2 separate regions of the Mus musculus genome follow, and region 1 is linked to region 2. A link is a contact called in public promoter capture Hi-C data. All regions are on one chromosome and are shown on one strand. The core of a region is the stretch at or near the end of the contact, and the rest is flanking DNA. Distances in the headings are between cores, read along the strand shown.

Region 1 (6,516 bases), core at 801-3,300, 210 kb after region 2:
AATAACTTGAACTTGGCTGAGCACTCACATTCCAATGTGCTTACACACACATCACTCAGATCCTGGGCTGTTTTATTTTCCTGTAGAGGAATTTTAATCCCAAACATGGCTGCTCTAGCAAGGGACCACATCCAAAGATCTTCTGGAATACACAGACACATCTTTAATCCCAGGAGACAGAGGCAAGCAGATCTCTGAGTTCAAGGTCAGCCTGGTACAGAGTAAGTTTCAGGTAAAGAAAAGCTTAGGTCCAGGCATGGTGGTCCACATCTTTAATCCTAGCACTCAGGAGACAGAGGCAGGCAGATGGAGCCAGAAGATTAGAACAGATGGCCAAAGTTAGTATGAGGCCAAGCAGAGCAATCCAGTCAGAAGCTGAGAGAAGCCAGTTTGAATCAGTCAGCTTAGAGAGGAGTTTGGGCCAAAACAGCTGACTTGAACCAGTCAGACAGAATTCAGAAAGAGCTAGAAAGGATGGCCTTATTCAAAAGTAAGCCTTAGAGGTTGAAACCATTCTGGGCCTAGAGTAGATTATACAGAGTCTAGAAGCTTCCAATCCTAGGCCTAGGTTAGCAGATGGAAGCTGTAAGTCTCTGAGATGACAATTATACCAGGTGAACAAAAGTTACTTTTACATTTTTCCTTAGTGGGAATGGATTTCATTACACTGAGGCTTCCTGTAGATCAGCCTCACATGCAAAATGGCAGCTCATGTGTGCTGCTGGCTCCCCTGACTTTGATGACATTAGCAATATCTCATATGTTGATGCTAATGGTATATGTCTGTGATACCTTAGCCTATGAAATATAAGGGAGATGAGCAAATTCCTAAAACAAACATAAAATGGGTACTCATTGTTGTATGCAAATCGTACCTAAGTTGACTTCATACAGATGTTAAACCTGAAAGTCACTTTTGGGAGATGGAATATGGGTCTTGACCAAGTTGTGTGATGGTTAGTAAGCCTTGGGAAGCTACCCTCTGAAATCGTAAAAAAGTTGTATTCATTTATCATCTTCCAAGCATAATCTAGGCTTCTGACAAATTAGACCCAACCACTATATTCTACATTCACTTGCAGGGGGTGGGTGGACCCTCCTTGGGATTCCAATTCCCCTTCAAACTCTGCCAATCTGAAACACCGTATGGCTTTGTGAAGGGCTCAGTGTATCAGGAATCATGGGGTTTATGCCGTGTCCTAAGTGCCCTCACCTGGGCCTGTAATGGTTAGCCACAGAAACAAAGTCCCCCTTTGCTGGAACTGTCCCCACTAGTTCCCCCTCCTCCTAGCCTCTGTATGGCCCTCTCCCGCGGCGGGCCTTCCTCATTGGCCAGCCAAACACAACCGACTGTGGCAGCCAATGGGAACCACCCTCCTGAACATTCAGAGGGTGGGTGCTCGTGGTGTGATGAGGGGAGGTTGGCGCCTGGTACGAGCCCCCCTACATCTGGCAAGTCTTTGACAGAAACAGTAACACCCCCTACACACTCACGCCCGTGCCCCGTGTCTGCCTCCTTTCAGCTGCGTGGGGGCCCTCCACAAGCCACTGCGTTCACTGGTGTCCTGGCAGTGTCCTCCCCAATTCCTTGGGCACCAAAGAGTGCACCTGCTTACTCAGTAAGACTGAATACCTCCTTTTCCTAAGACTTGGTGGGGGGAGGCAGGGAACCACAGTGGCGCAGCTGTCAGTGGCTGTGGAGGTGTGAACAAGGTATCTCAGATCCCGACCCCTTAATGCTGCACCGGACTCGAAACTCTCCTGCGATGCCTTAGGGTACAGCGCTCTTTGTCTTCCCCAGCTGTGCTCACTGCCCACCGAGCCTATGCGCTCAAAGTAGGGGTGGGAAGCCTGAAACCCACCACAGAACTGGGGACAAGAAGAGAAGGCTCGCCTGAGGCGCTGTGTTCCACACTCCTCATCCCTTCCCTGTTGTGCTTAGGCTTTCTCCCTCCAGTGTGTCCCTGGGGTCCAGAAGGGGAGGGTCTAAGCAAAGGCGCGGCACAGCCTGAGCCTGCAGTCCCAGAGCTCACACACCGGCAGAAGGAGACCTCTCAAGGCTGGCCCAGTCTCCATTTCTTCTCTCTCAAGCTTTTGTGTCTGTGCCTTTGAGCTGAAAGGAGGGTGCACTAGGAAAGGAGGAGGGGTGCCTGGGGTGAGAGCACCCTCTTCACGCGCGCGCGCACACACACGTTGCCGGCGCACGCACACACGGGCGGACACACACTTCCAGACGCGCGTGCGAGCACACACACATACACACACACACACGCACAAAGCTCTCTCGCTTTGAGCGCACTAACGTGGCCGCTTTCTTTGTGTGGAGCCCTCGAGTGGGGTTGGGACCCGGGTCCTGTCCCGGGGAGATGGCACAGCCCATCCTGGGCCATGGGAGCCTGCAGCCCGCCTCAGCTGCTGGCTTGGCATCCTTGGAGCTCGACTCATCGATGGACCAGTACGTGCAGATTCGCATTTTCAAAATCATCGTGATTGGGGATTCCAACGTGGGCAAGACCTGCCTGACCTTCCGCTTCTGCGGGGGTACTTTCCCAGACAAGACTGAGGCCACTATCGGTGTGGACTTCAGGGAGAAGACCGTGGAAATCGAGGGCGAGAAGATCAAGGTGATCCTGCTGGTCAGGTCCGGGCAGGGAGGAACCTGGGAGGGGGTTTCCGCCTGAGGTATATTGCTAGTGATAATAAATGACTAGCTTTGGCTGTGTCGCCACCTGCCGAGCTCAAGACCCTGGGCACATCCACAACCCTTTTAGCTTCTTTCAGGGGCCCATCCCCACCTAACCCAAATTTTCTGGCAAGCCAGGGTGGTTGCATTCTTACCCTTTGCCCCTACCTGACAGCTTTGGCCGGGAAAAGCAGGTTTGAAATTGTTCTCAATCCTAAACGGGAGAGACACCCCTGAACACAGAAAGGCCTGAGACATCTCTGGTCCTAGTTTTGTGGGATGGATCTCAAAGCACTTTACACATTTTGAGGTCCTTTCTACCTCTTGGGTGCCAATAGGCTGCAAAAAAGAAAAAAAAAAGTCATCCTGGCTAAGCCCTGTGACATTAGAGAGGTTGGGAATAAATGGAGCAAGAACACGGCTTTATTTTAGAATGCAGTTTATACTTGTGAGTAGAGCTGACTTGAGATGGAGGTGGCATGGAGCATGGTTATGTCACAAAGCCCTTTTAAAGGCTGAGACACAGTCACCTGCTGGCTCTTCATAATCTCCCAAAACTTGTTCTTTGGGGGCAGTCCCTCCCAGATGCTTGCTGCTTTAGATCGGTTTGGATGAAGCTGGTGAATGAAGAGCCCATTACTCATTCTACTGGCATTGTCTTCAGAAGGCTTGTTGGGAAACACACAACAACTTCTCTGAGGGTCAGGGGGAAGTGCCTTGACATAGTTTACTAAATAGGCCAAGTACAAATATTTTTGTATGTTCATTTAGTGTAGCGAAAGTAGAAACTCGGTAAGACAGGGTATGTCAGTGTGTTGGGAGGGGGTAGCAGGAAGCGGGGTATGGCAAGGACAGCTTTGTGTGTCATAGAAAGCTTGTAAGAAGACACCGGGGTTACTAAACACCAAGTCCTCTAGACTCATAGCTGGCCTTTGCTTGAGCAGGACCCCCGGGGAAGTCAGAGATGAAGGTAAACTTGTTGGTCAAACAGCTGAAGGAGACACATGCCCTGTCCTGTGTTCTGAGTGACACAGAGTGAAGGACTGGTGAACTGGAGAGAATGACAAAACACCCCAAATTGTGCAAGATTTCTTGGTGATCAAAATGATTGCATTTTAAAATGACTTCAGCAAACAAGCCAAAGCACTGTGCTTTAGGAAGATGGGTGGAGAGAGAAGGAGAGATTCTGGGTCTGGGAGATAATAGATTCTTTTGAACTTCTGATCTATTTTAGCTCTTTCCAATCTGAGGCGACAGGGATGGCCTTTTAAAGCCAATGCGGGGATCTGTCTTTTTTCTTTTTCAAGGACTCTTCATGTTGAATGTTTGCACAGGTCAGGGCTTCTTCCTTGACGGTGCCTAGTTTCTTTAATATATGGCTATAAGACATTGGAAAGTCTAAGACGTGATTTTTTTATAATCAAAGTAGAAATAAATCAATGGATGCATTTTAAAACACCTTCAGAATCATGTTTAATGTTATCATTTACTTAAAATCAGCTATTACAGTGAGCTGAAGTGTTTCCTGGGCTTAAAAGTTGGAGCAGCATATTAAATCCCTCTGAAGTTTGAGTGGTGGGGAAACAGAAGTGCATGGGAGTCTAGGAGGGAAGGGAGATGAAGGGGGAGAAAGGGAAGAGGAGAAATGAGGGGTAGGAGGTGAACAGTGGATGGAGTTATCAACCAATGGCCTTGGGGAGGGCTTTAAACCATTACCCCACCCCACACCCCACACCCTACCCCCGGCCCTGGCCACAACCACCACCCCTGGACTTAACCTAACTAACTGGCTTTCAAGTCCCTGCCAAATATCCTAGACTTTTTTTCCCCAGAGGGCAGAGCCTGTGACAGTGTGACTCACTGGAAACAGATCAGCACAACACCCCGTGCAGATAAGTGCTTAATATGGGTTTTGAGGGGAAGATGATATTTCTAAAAGGACAAAGCCTTGTAACACAGTTCAAGGAGGAACCTCTGAGGACAAATTGGGCAAGAAACCTCAGTGGAGTGTGGGACCTGGGACATGCTGACCTCACTCCCCTGTAAGCTGTTGAATCGCTAAGGCCAAAGCTGGCAGGTGAGAGACCAGAGTGTCTGTGGCAAGATGGCAGAACATGGCAGCTGGCAAGAAATCAAGAAGGACGTAGATTGTGCTTCATGCTTTTTCTGCAAGAAAAAAAAGTACCAAAACATGGTTAGGGGTAGGGGTAGGGGTAGGGGTACGGTTAGCCCCATAGTTCAGCCAGCTATAGTAAGCTATCAGATTATAAGTAGAAGCCCTGGCAGGTGAGTGGTAGAGACTTCTCATTATCTCTTCTTAGTTCTAGAGTAGTGTATTACCTCTTTTAGGCTTTCTCCTTTGTGTCCTCCAAGTGGCACATATGACAATCTCTGCTGGGGGATAGATGCTCGATGTTGCTCTGGCCTCCACAAATACATTCACTCGTGGGCACATACTTACACATAATTCAAAATAATACAAACAAATAGAAACTAAACAAAAAATTCCATTTATTGACTGAACAAAGCCCAAGGTGAACATTTTGATACAACAACCCTAGGAATTAAGATTTTAGAATATTTTTAATTTAAAAAAATCTACAGTGTGTGTGTGTGTGTGGGGGGGAGGCATATGTGTTCCACAGAGCATAGTGGAGTTCAGAGGACAACTTGTGGGTCCCAATCTTTCTTTCCACCCTCTGAGTTTTACAGTTCATTCGGTTGGGTGCCAAGTGCTGAACCATCTTGCCAGGGTAAAATTGGGATTTTTATTATTCTCCTTTGACAGATCAGGAAACTGAGTTTGAGACAGATGAAATACCTTGCCCATGGGCACAGCGATCTTTTGTCATTGCTAGCATTTCAATTGAGATCCAGAGTCCATGTTCTATATACTGAGCTCTACTACAGAGGACAATATCTAGTCCACTAGATTGGGAGTGATACACTACCAAGTAGCCAGTCTTATTGTGTCTAGGCTGGGACTCAAGGCTATGGTCCAAGGATCAAGGCGCCTTCAACTTGTCTCCTTCAGGTTTGGGGGTAAAGTTCAGTGTTAGAGTGTTTGTTTAGCATATGTGAGGCCTTGGGTTCAGGGTCACTAAATAAGTAAAAAAGAATTTAAAAAGAACTCTATTTTGCCTGTACTCAGGACGCTCAGCAGAGCACTCCGAGTTTACTTTTCATACCATGACTGTCTCACTGTGGTCATGAGAATGACAGGGGTCCAGAGATAGAAACAACCTTAGGGGCAAATCCCCCCTAATCCAAAGTCATTTTAGAGATAGGGAACTGGAGCTCAGAGAAAGAAAGTGACTTCCCTAAGATCAATCAGACAGTGCAGGCTTTCTAATCCCTTTTCCGGTGCTCTTTCTGGATTTCACACTGCCAGGCTTAGAAGACTACACAAGTCCCAAGTTCATTTAACCCAGAAGGTTGTCTGTGCAAGCAGCATAGTGGGACACCACATAGGAAAGCTGGCAGCTTTTCCTGATCAATCTAGGAAAGATGGAGACATCTTCCAACTCCCAAAGGAAGGGTGGAGCTTCTCTTAATAACCATTATGCATTATGGATGTGTCACCTACGGGTTTAGCTAAGCCATATTGTGTCTGTCTCAGCCTAAAAGCATCCGAAACCAATGAATAGGGTGGGTTGGATAGGCATTGTTGAACCATTCTTGGTAAAATTACAAGAAAGTAGCCCTCTGCCTAGTTTGGGTACTCCCACAAGCCTAGCACCCCCACTGTGGGCTGGCCGTGTCTATAGGCAGGCATGGCCCAGACTGCAGAGTTCTTCCTCTCTGCTGATCACTGGGGAAAACACCTTCCTGTT
Region 2 (7,390 bases), core at 738-3,237:
AGTGATAACCACAGCATGCCTGATGGTGGTGAGGGTATCGACTTTCCACTAGATCATGCAAAAGCTGGGTGCTATTGGGTCTGCAGCCTATTTGGGAATTTGGTCCCATTGCCCTGAGAAATCCAGCCAGCCACTTATCAAAATGACATCTCTTAGCCTTGAGGATGGCATGGTAGAAGTCAAGAGCTAAAACTGGTAGCTGTTATGTCCTCCCTTGCACCGAAATACCCTTATGTTAGTAAGACTCCCCAACTTCTAGTGCAGTTGGACGTTGGCCAGAAGAAAGGCTGTAAGGTTAAAGAAATACCGAGTTCTTGGGGCCCTTGGTAAAAACCCCTCAGGAGAAACAGAGAATAGAATTTATTTCTGCAAACTAAACAAGATAAAGTAATTCGTATGATTAAGAAGTCAAGAAGAGAGCACTAAGATAGCCAAGGAACACCTGGCCTGCTCTAAGGACCTAAGAGTCTGGATTGAGAGACTCTGCTCTAATTGTCCAATCCCAGCAAGGAATGGAAAGACCATGGTGTGTGTTGAGGGAACAGGGCAATGCCAGGCCGAGATTTTAGTGCCTCTGGGTCATATTCACTGAGTGGGTGGTCACCTCTTATCGTTGTGGGGCAGGGGGACTGAGGAACGACAGGATATTGACCTCATTTCCTCCTGGCCCGAACTTCCTCAATGGAAAAAGCAGACTGAACAAGGTTTTTTATTGAATTGGTAGCACTTTGGAAAATTATAGCCAATTCCCAGTAATCAGTGGCAACAAGGGGCCGGCAGTAGGGTCTGCAATTAGATAAAGAAAAATAGCAATGTTTACAGTTCAGTTTGTTTTAAAATGACAGATCTCCCTTTATAACTGTGAACCAACGAAGGTTCAACTATGAGTTGGTCTTTGCTTCAGCCCTTCTGTTCAGAGCAGTTCCTCCACCTGTCCCTACATTCTTTGGCCTCCAGAACTCTTGAGTGCTTTGCTCCAACCCCTACCTCCTAAAGGTTCTGTTCTGTCTCCATCCTCCATATTCCCTCTGGCACTTGGTATAGACCTTTTTGCAGTTGGTCTTTTCTGCCTGTCTGTGACCTGTCTCTCTTCACAATAAAAGCTTCCAGAAGGCAGACTGCATTGTTTTGTCCAGTTCAGCAGGTCCTTGCGCTTAGCACTCTGCCTGGCACAGTTAGACTCCTACCCAACCCTTCGTTTGTTGTTGCTCAGTGAACTCTGGGTACCCTGGGTCTCATGTCCCAGTGGCCTTGAGGGGTACTCTAAGGTCAGGGGGATTCCAGACTCCAAGGGCCTAGAGGGAGCTTACACCCCCACCCCATCCCCTGCAGATAACAGGGAATTCCCTGTACTTTGCAAGCTGGAAAGGAGTAGTATTTACCAAGCCCAATTACTGCCCATTTTGTTGTTCTGGGAGAGGGAAGTGTCAAACCTAGCCGAGTAGACAGAGTGTGATGGAGAAGAAAGGGCTTCTTAGGCAGGCAAACAGACCCTGCAGTTCCCATTTGGTCACTGGGCCCCCTAAGTGTGAGACTGGAGAGTTGATGGTGAGAGAGAGAAGGAAAAAGAGGGAGTGGGCCCATGCACTGAGCTCTCCTTTCTGCTCCTTTAGCCCCTGGTCCATGCCTCCTCCTTGCTGGCCTCCCTCTGGGCTCTTAGGCTCTTTGTTGGTCTGTCTGTCGGTCCGCTTTTTACTCTTCTCTTCTCTCTCTCTCTCTCTCTCTCTCTCTCTCTCTCTCTCTCTGTTCACGTGATCGCCCGCTCTCAATGGCTTTGATCACCTCTTCTGAGGCAGCACCTTTCCGCTGGTAACAGGAGATACTTGGTGTCTGGGGCGGAATGAGTTTCCTTCCTCCTCTTTTTTCCTCTGCGTTCTCCAGCGACTCTGGCGGCTCCTTGCTGCTTGGTCTCTGGCCCTCGGCCCTCCACCACCTCTCCAGCCTCTCCAGCCTCTCCCAGCCCCCACAGTGCTCATGCTCTCTCCTTTCCCCTCCCCTGCGGGCCCTCCCTAGGCAGCCAGCCTTCTTTGGGGAGAGGGTTTCTGCGCGGCGGCGGGGAGGGGGGGTGCAGATAAAAGGGCCTGAACCGACTCCGGAGCACCCCTTTGCAGGGACCCACCACGTGGGCCCTCCGTCTTCCTACAATGGACAACCTTCTCGTTCTGGCCAGCCAGAGGACAGGAGTTCTGCCCGTCAGGCAACCTTTCTGGCCAGATTCGAGCCAGTTGCTCTGCCTTAGATGCCAAGCTTCTGGGTGCTTCGAATACCAAAAAATGCATAGGGCACTCACTAGTCCTGGAGATGCTCCTGAGTATGGAAGCAGCTCGTTTGGTTCCTCGGGCTGGAGAATCGCCAGCTTAAGGGAGGAGACGCAGGGCTCCAATTTCAGAAAGCTCCCAGTCCTGGGTGGGGAGGCTTGGGGAGGGGTGTGTGACAATATCTCCAGCCTCAGGACAGCCCTGAGTCTGATGGGAGATATGCATTCTCTCCACTTTGTAGTCCAAACCGAATAAGGATGAATTCAGAAGCGAGATCTCAAGAGGAAGCTGAGACAGGCAAATAGAGAGTTCCAGACCAAGCTAAGACTCTATGTAGAATAACAACAACAACAAAAACAATAACGCTGAGATAAAATGTCTTGTCAAGGCAGAGCTGAACCTACATATTGGTGAACTCTGGACAGAACCATATATTGTTTCTCCGCCATTGTGCCCAGCACGTACCGAACTAACCGTCTTCCTTCTACCACTAGCAACTATCATCACTTGAACCCACCGCCACAGTTTGGAATCAAAAGCGAATTCCCATTATTTACATGGGTAAAATTTTTTAAAAGGCTGGATAGAACAAGCGCATCAGGCAAAAACATTTCCACAGTAGCTTCTCTGCAAATGTAAGCTCTTAGCTAGAGGCTGCTTCCAGGGTGCTTACCTGGCCCACATGCCAGGAGTAGGCATTTTAGATACGATGTTGGGACTATTTATCTGACACAGACACACACACAGCTGGCCACTTAATGCTATCTTAGTCAATAAAGCTAAGTCCCCTCAGGGGATATTGCCTGTAGCCACAGCCACACTTACTCTACAGTGGGGCATAGCCCTGGCCAATCCCATATCGAATGACCCAAAGGCTGTGCGGGGAGGGGTGCCAGCAAGAATTCCATCTCTCCAGGATCTTGCAGAATGACTTGACTTGTGAAGTGCTCTGGGCCCCATAGGTAACAAGTAGAATAGTACTTGTTTGCGACAAAGACTAATAAAAATGGTTACCATGGCCACTATTTCTTGAGCTCTTCCCAAGTGGCAACTGTATATAGCATATATTATATTGAATCAATATATATGGTGGGTACTATTATTGTCCCTGTTTAGAAGAGAAAGCAAATATGGTGCAGATAATAAAAGTCCAGACCTCTAAATTAAAAGAGGTTTCATTATTACCTAATAGCAAAACTGAGTTTGAAATCCAGGTCTAGTCATTGTCCAGCTTCAGGTGTTTAACCATTATACTATCCTATCTGTTTCTTACATGGAATGATTCTAAGACTCCTAGAAAGAACACCGTGAGGAGTTGGGGGTGGGGGACATTTCCTGAAAACGAGTCATTCAAAATGTGGTGGTTAAAGGGGGTGGAGCACAGGAAGCAAAGTGATCTTGCTGGCTCTTTAAATGTCATAGATCCTCCAATAAAACTCCAGACTATTACAGTCTACCTGCTCAGGCCCAGAGATATAGTCCCATTTCTGGTTTCTGTCTTCTGGATAGAATGCCAGGCCCCAGGGTGAGCTTCTGGGAGGCAGTGTTGTGGGGGTGGGCTTGATAATAGACCCCTGCTGCCCTACCCCCAGTCTTCCCTGAAGGGAGGACAAATAGAGCCATTGATTGGAAACTCTCCCAGAGGGCATTAGAGTAATGACTCTGGACTGTGTGATGCCCACACCCCCTTTGACCTCCTTACTGACCCCTGCCCTGGGAAGTTCCAAAGGCCACAAATCTCAGTTGCTTGTGGGCCATGTGGTTTGTGGCTAGTTGTAGTCTTTGAGGGGTCAGGGAAATAAGGGGGGGTAAGGGATACTTCTTCTCACTGTGCAGGGTCCCTTCCAAATCCTGCCAAGACATACTGCAACTACTGATATTTTTGAAAAGCAGCAGGGCTCTGTGCTGATATGCATGCATGTTTGCACTGCCTGCCATACATTGGTGTTGGAAGAAAAGTGCCAGGGTACAGAAGGTGCTATGTGGCAGTAGACAGGTCTTACCCCTAAAGGAGTACTACTTCCAAGCCAGGTGTGTAGGTGGATGGCTTGACCAGGAAAAGCTTAGAAGTCTAAATCCTCATTTCTAGCATTAGAAAAAGAAGCTTTGAATGCCTTCCGTATATGCCAGCCTTCTTGTGGGCACTAAGCTGTGATGTTAAGATCATCTCCATTGTAGCCGGGCAGTGGTGGCGCACGCCTTTAATCCCAGCACTTGGGAGGCAGAGGCAGGCGGATTTCTGAGTTCGAGGCCAGCCTGGTCTACAAAGTTGAGTTCCAGGACAGCCAGGGCTATACAGAGAAACCCTATCTCGAAAAACAAAAACAAAACAAAAAAATCATCTCCATCACTTGAATACTTATGACCTAGCACAGGTGACAGAAACAATAAAACATGCTACCAAAACTATGGCAACGAGAATTAATAAAGAATCATTCAGCCATTTGAAGTGGCGAGCTAGAGGGACTTGGGGGAGAATATGGCTGCTTAATCTGACCCCGAAGCACAAACCCCATTCTAATCTCTATTACCATCTCCCTGCGTGAGCTCAGCAAATGATTAAGCCATCTGGGTGGCCTCAGTTTCTCCACCTTCAAAATGGGAGCCATAAACTGAGCGAAGCTGCTTGTGTTTTTGAAATGCTGAAGGAGCTCAATCAAGTTCAAAGCCAGTGTGGGCTCCGTGGTGAAGTCCAGACCAGTCTGAGGTACCTAGCAAGACTCCGCCTCAATAAGTAAATAATTAAATAGAAAAATAAAACAATCAGGGGCGGTAATCTGTGAAGTCAGGCCCCTGCGTGTCTGTGTCTTGTGTAGCCTACCTCTCATTTTGTTTGGACCCCACATTCAACATGGACCCCTGCAGCGAGCTGAGGGAGAGTATAACAACGATTTCCTCGCGATCCCAAGTAAACACGGTGAAGAGCCGAAGACTAAGGAAAATTGAGATTGAGAGGCTGAGGGAAGTTACAAGGGAGATTCAGTTGTGCGCAGGATGTGCGTGGCCCCAAAGGAAGAGGAGAGGAGAGTTCAGAGTTTAACTTCTCTTCTGACTTAACTAACCACCTTTATGTATCAAATAATCCTTCCAAAACCTTTCCTCTCCTCCACCTTTGAAGCAAGTCCTCTACCCAACCCCAGCAATCTATCTTGAGGACCAGGGAACTGAGCTGCCCTTTCCGACCTCTTCCTCTCATTGATTGGCATCACCTTCATTTCTCTAAGGAGTCCAGCGGAGCATCTGCCTGCACTTTTTTTGTTGTTGTTGTTAAAATTCCAATCCCACTTTAGGGGAGACGATTGCCAGCTGCATTCCGTTTTGTCTTCGCTGAACAAGGACAGAGTTCCTTTTACTGGCCCTAAACTGCTCCCTGTAGAGCTTCAGCGGGGCTAGAGAGCTCCGGTCCTGGACTGGGCCAAGCAGGCTGCGCTGCCACTCCAGGATTTCCTGCACTTGGAGAGGCGAGGTCGGCTCGAACTTCGGCCTGTGGAGAAGGCAACTCCGCATCTCTTTAAGATGCAGAAACTCCCAGCCCACGCCCACACCCACGCCCCTCGGGCCACCCCCGCCCGCCTTAGGCTCCTCCCACAGCCCTCGGTGTCAAGGGCCTCCCAGCCACCTGCCCGATGCACATCCCGCGAGCAAAGCACGACCGCGGGAGAAGGAAGCGGAGATCGTGCCCACACCAGCCGGGCGCTGACTACTGCCAGCAGCTCGCTTTCCCCGGTCGTCTGCCCTTACCCAGCATGCACTTCCAGGCCCTGAGCTATCTTGGAGCCGCAGCCCTTGGGGTCAGAGCGGCCAGAAGAAACAGGAAGTTTGGGACGGTCTTAGTCCTGGGGCAGGGAGTCCGAAAAGGCAGGCCCTTCGCTCCGCGCTGCCCACCCTCCCCACCGCCCATCGCCGGCCCTCTCCATCTGGCACTTCCCTGGGGTCCGTTTCGGGGGCTGGCCTGAACTCGAAAAAAATCCAGATGTGTTAGGGGGGTCATTCAAGGCACAATCCCAGGCTTCTCTTCGCAGTAGCATCTTTAGGTATAAAGATCGAGGGTGTACAGGAAGGGAGAGAATGCCCTGGTCCTGATGAAGTGGTAGTCCCAAGGGTAAGGAAGGAGAGAGGCGATAGATTTGGGTAAGGGTAGTGACTAGAGATTCATTTCCCACGGACCGTCTCTTGGATAAGGCAATGGTTAGAACCCAGTGCAGAATCCAGAGATCATTGCTTCCGCCCTCCATCCAGCTAGTTAGCTTCTCTCCATATTAACTTTAGAGACGTTCCAGCCCATCAGGGACCATCTCACAAGTCAGCACTGCCATTCACTAGAAGCACTTGGCAAAATAGAAGTGACCCCTAATGCAGCCCTATTCTTAGTGCAGAGAACACAAAGCACATGCCCATTGAAGGTGATCTCCATCCACAGCATTTGGACAGGCAGAGAGGACTGGATTCTCTGTCCCGGGGGTCTCTCTCTCACTCCCCACTCCTAAGTCCCTACTAGCTAAACCAATGACACCACCAACTTCAATCCTCACGTTGTCGTCTCCCCACCCCCACCCCCAACTGAGAGAGGTTTGGGTAGCAGTTGCTCCCAGTGAGCTGTTTTGATCCCAGCATGCCATTTGGCCAATCCTCTTCTGGTTGTGCAGACAGGCCCTCTGTGCCTCTGCTTGGAAACACTGGTTCTCTTCCCACAACCTCACTCTTCAATCCAAAACCCGCTTCCTTGCTCACTAGACATGCCCAAGTTCTCCTGGATGATTTCCTGAATCTTCCTAGCTTTGTCTCGAGGAGGGGGCCAGGGCGTGACAAAGGTGCAAGTCTTAAATGGCTTGAAAGTAAGACTGTGACGGTAATAATTCAAGGGTTTTAGAACGGTTGTAAAGTGAGAGTATTACTGGCATAGTTTCTGCCTCGGACACCCCCAGGCAGAATTAATTGGTCCTTTTTCTGTGCTCTCCTAATGCAGTCTTAATCTTTATGCCTCTATTATCACATTGTATTGTAATTATTTGTTTATGTGTTTGTCTGCCCCGTCGAAGGTGAGCCCCTGGAGGGCAGAAACCACACCTTATTTATTTCTATCTCTCTAGCTCCCCACACACTTCCTAGCTCAGTAAAGGGCTGTTGACTAA

The links. Promoter capture Hi-C pulls out the DNA fragments that hold promoters and counts their contacts.
Region 1: a contact with region 2 is called in a promoter capture Hi-C map of pre-B cells. The contact joins the promoter of Rab33a here to the enhancer-like site in region 2. A contact is called at or near these places in 6 of 39 promoter capture datasets (the HPC-7 cell line, cranial neural crest, liver and 3 more), 1 of 484 Hi-C or Micro-C datasets (CD4 T cells) and 3 of 115 datasets of contacts at active chromatin or transcription factors (the 230-238 cell line, embryonic stem cells and memory CD8 T cells).

Annotation. Positions count from the first base shown.
Region 1 is chrX:48,517,235-48,523,750 of GRCm38.p6, forward strand. It overlaps Rab33a (RAB33A, member RAS oncogene family), which reads left to right and starts at 2,051. Exons shown (of 2, transcript NM_011228.2): 1 at 2,051-2,624. The coding sequence starts at 2,367.
Region 2 is chrX:48,308,949-48,316,338 of GRCm38.p6, forward strand. No RefSeq gene overlaps it. Among named protein-coding and RNA genes, the nearest start is that of 9530027J09Rik, 27 kb to the left of the region's middle. Within about 2 kb of position 1,988, at least 18 of the 459 cell types and tissues checked have an H3K27ac peak or open chromatin away from gene starts, as enhancers often do.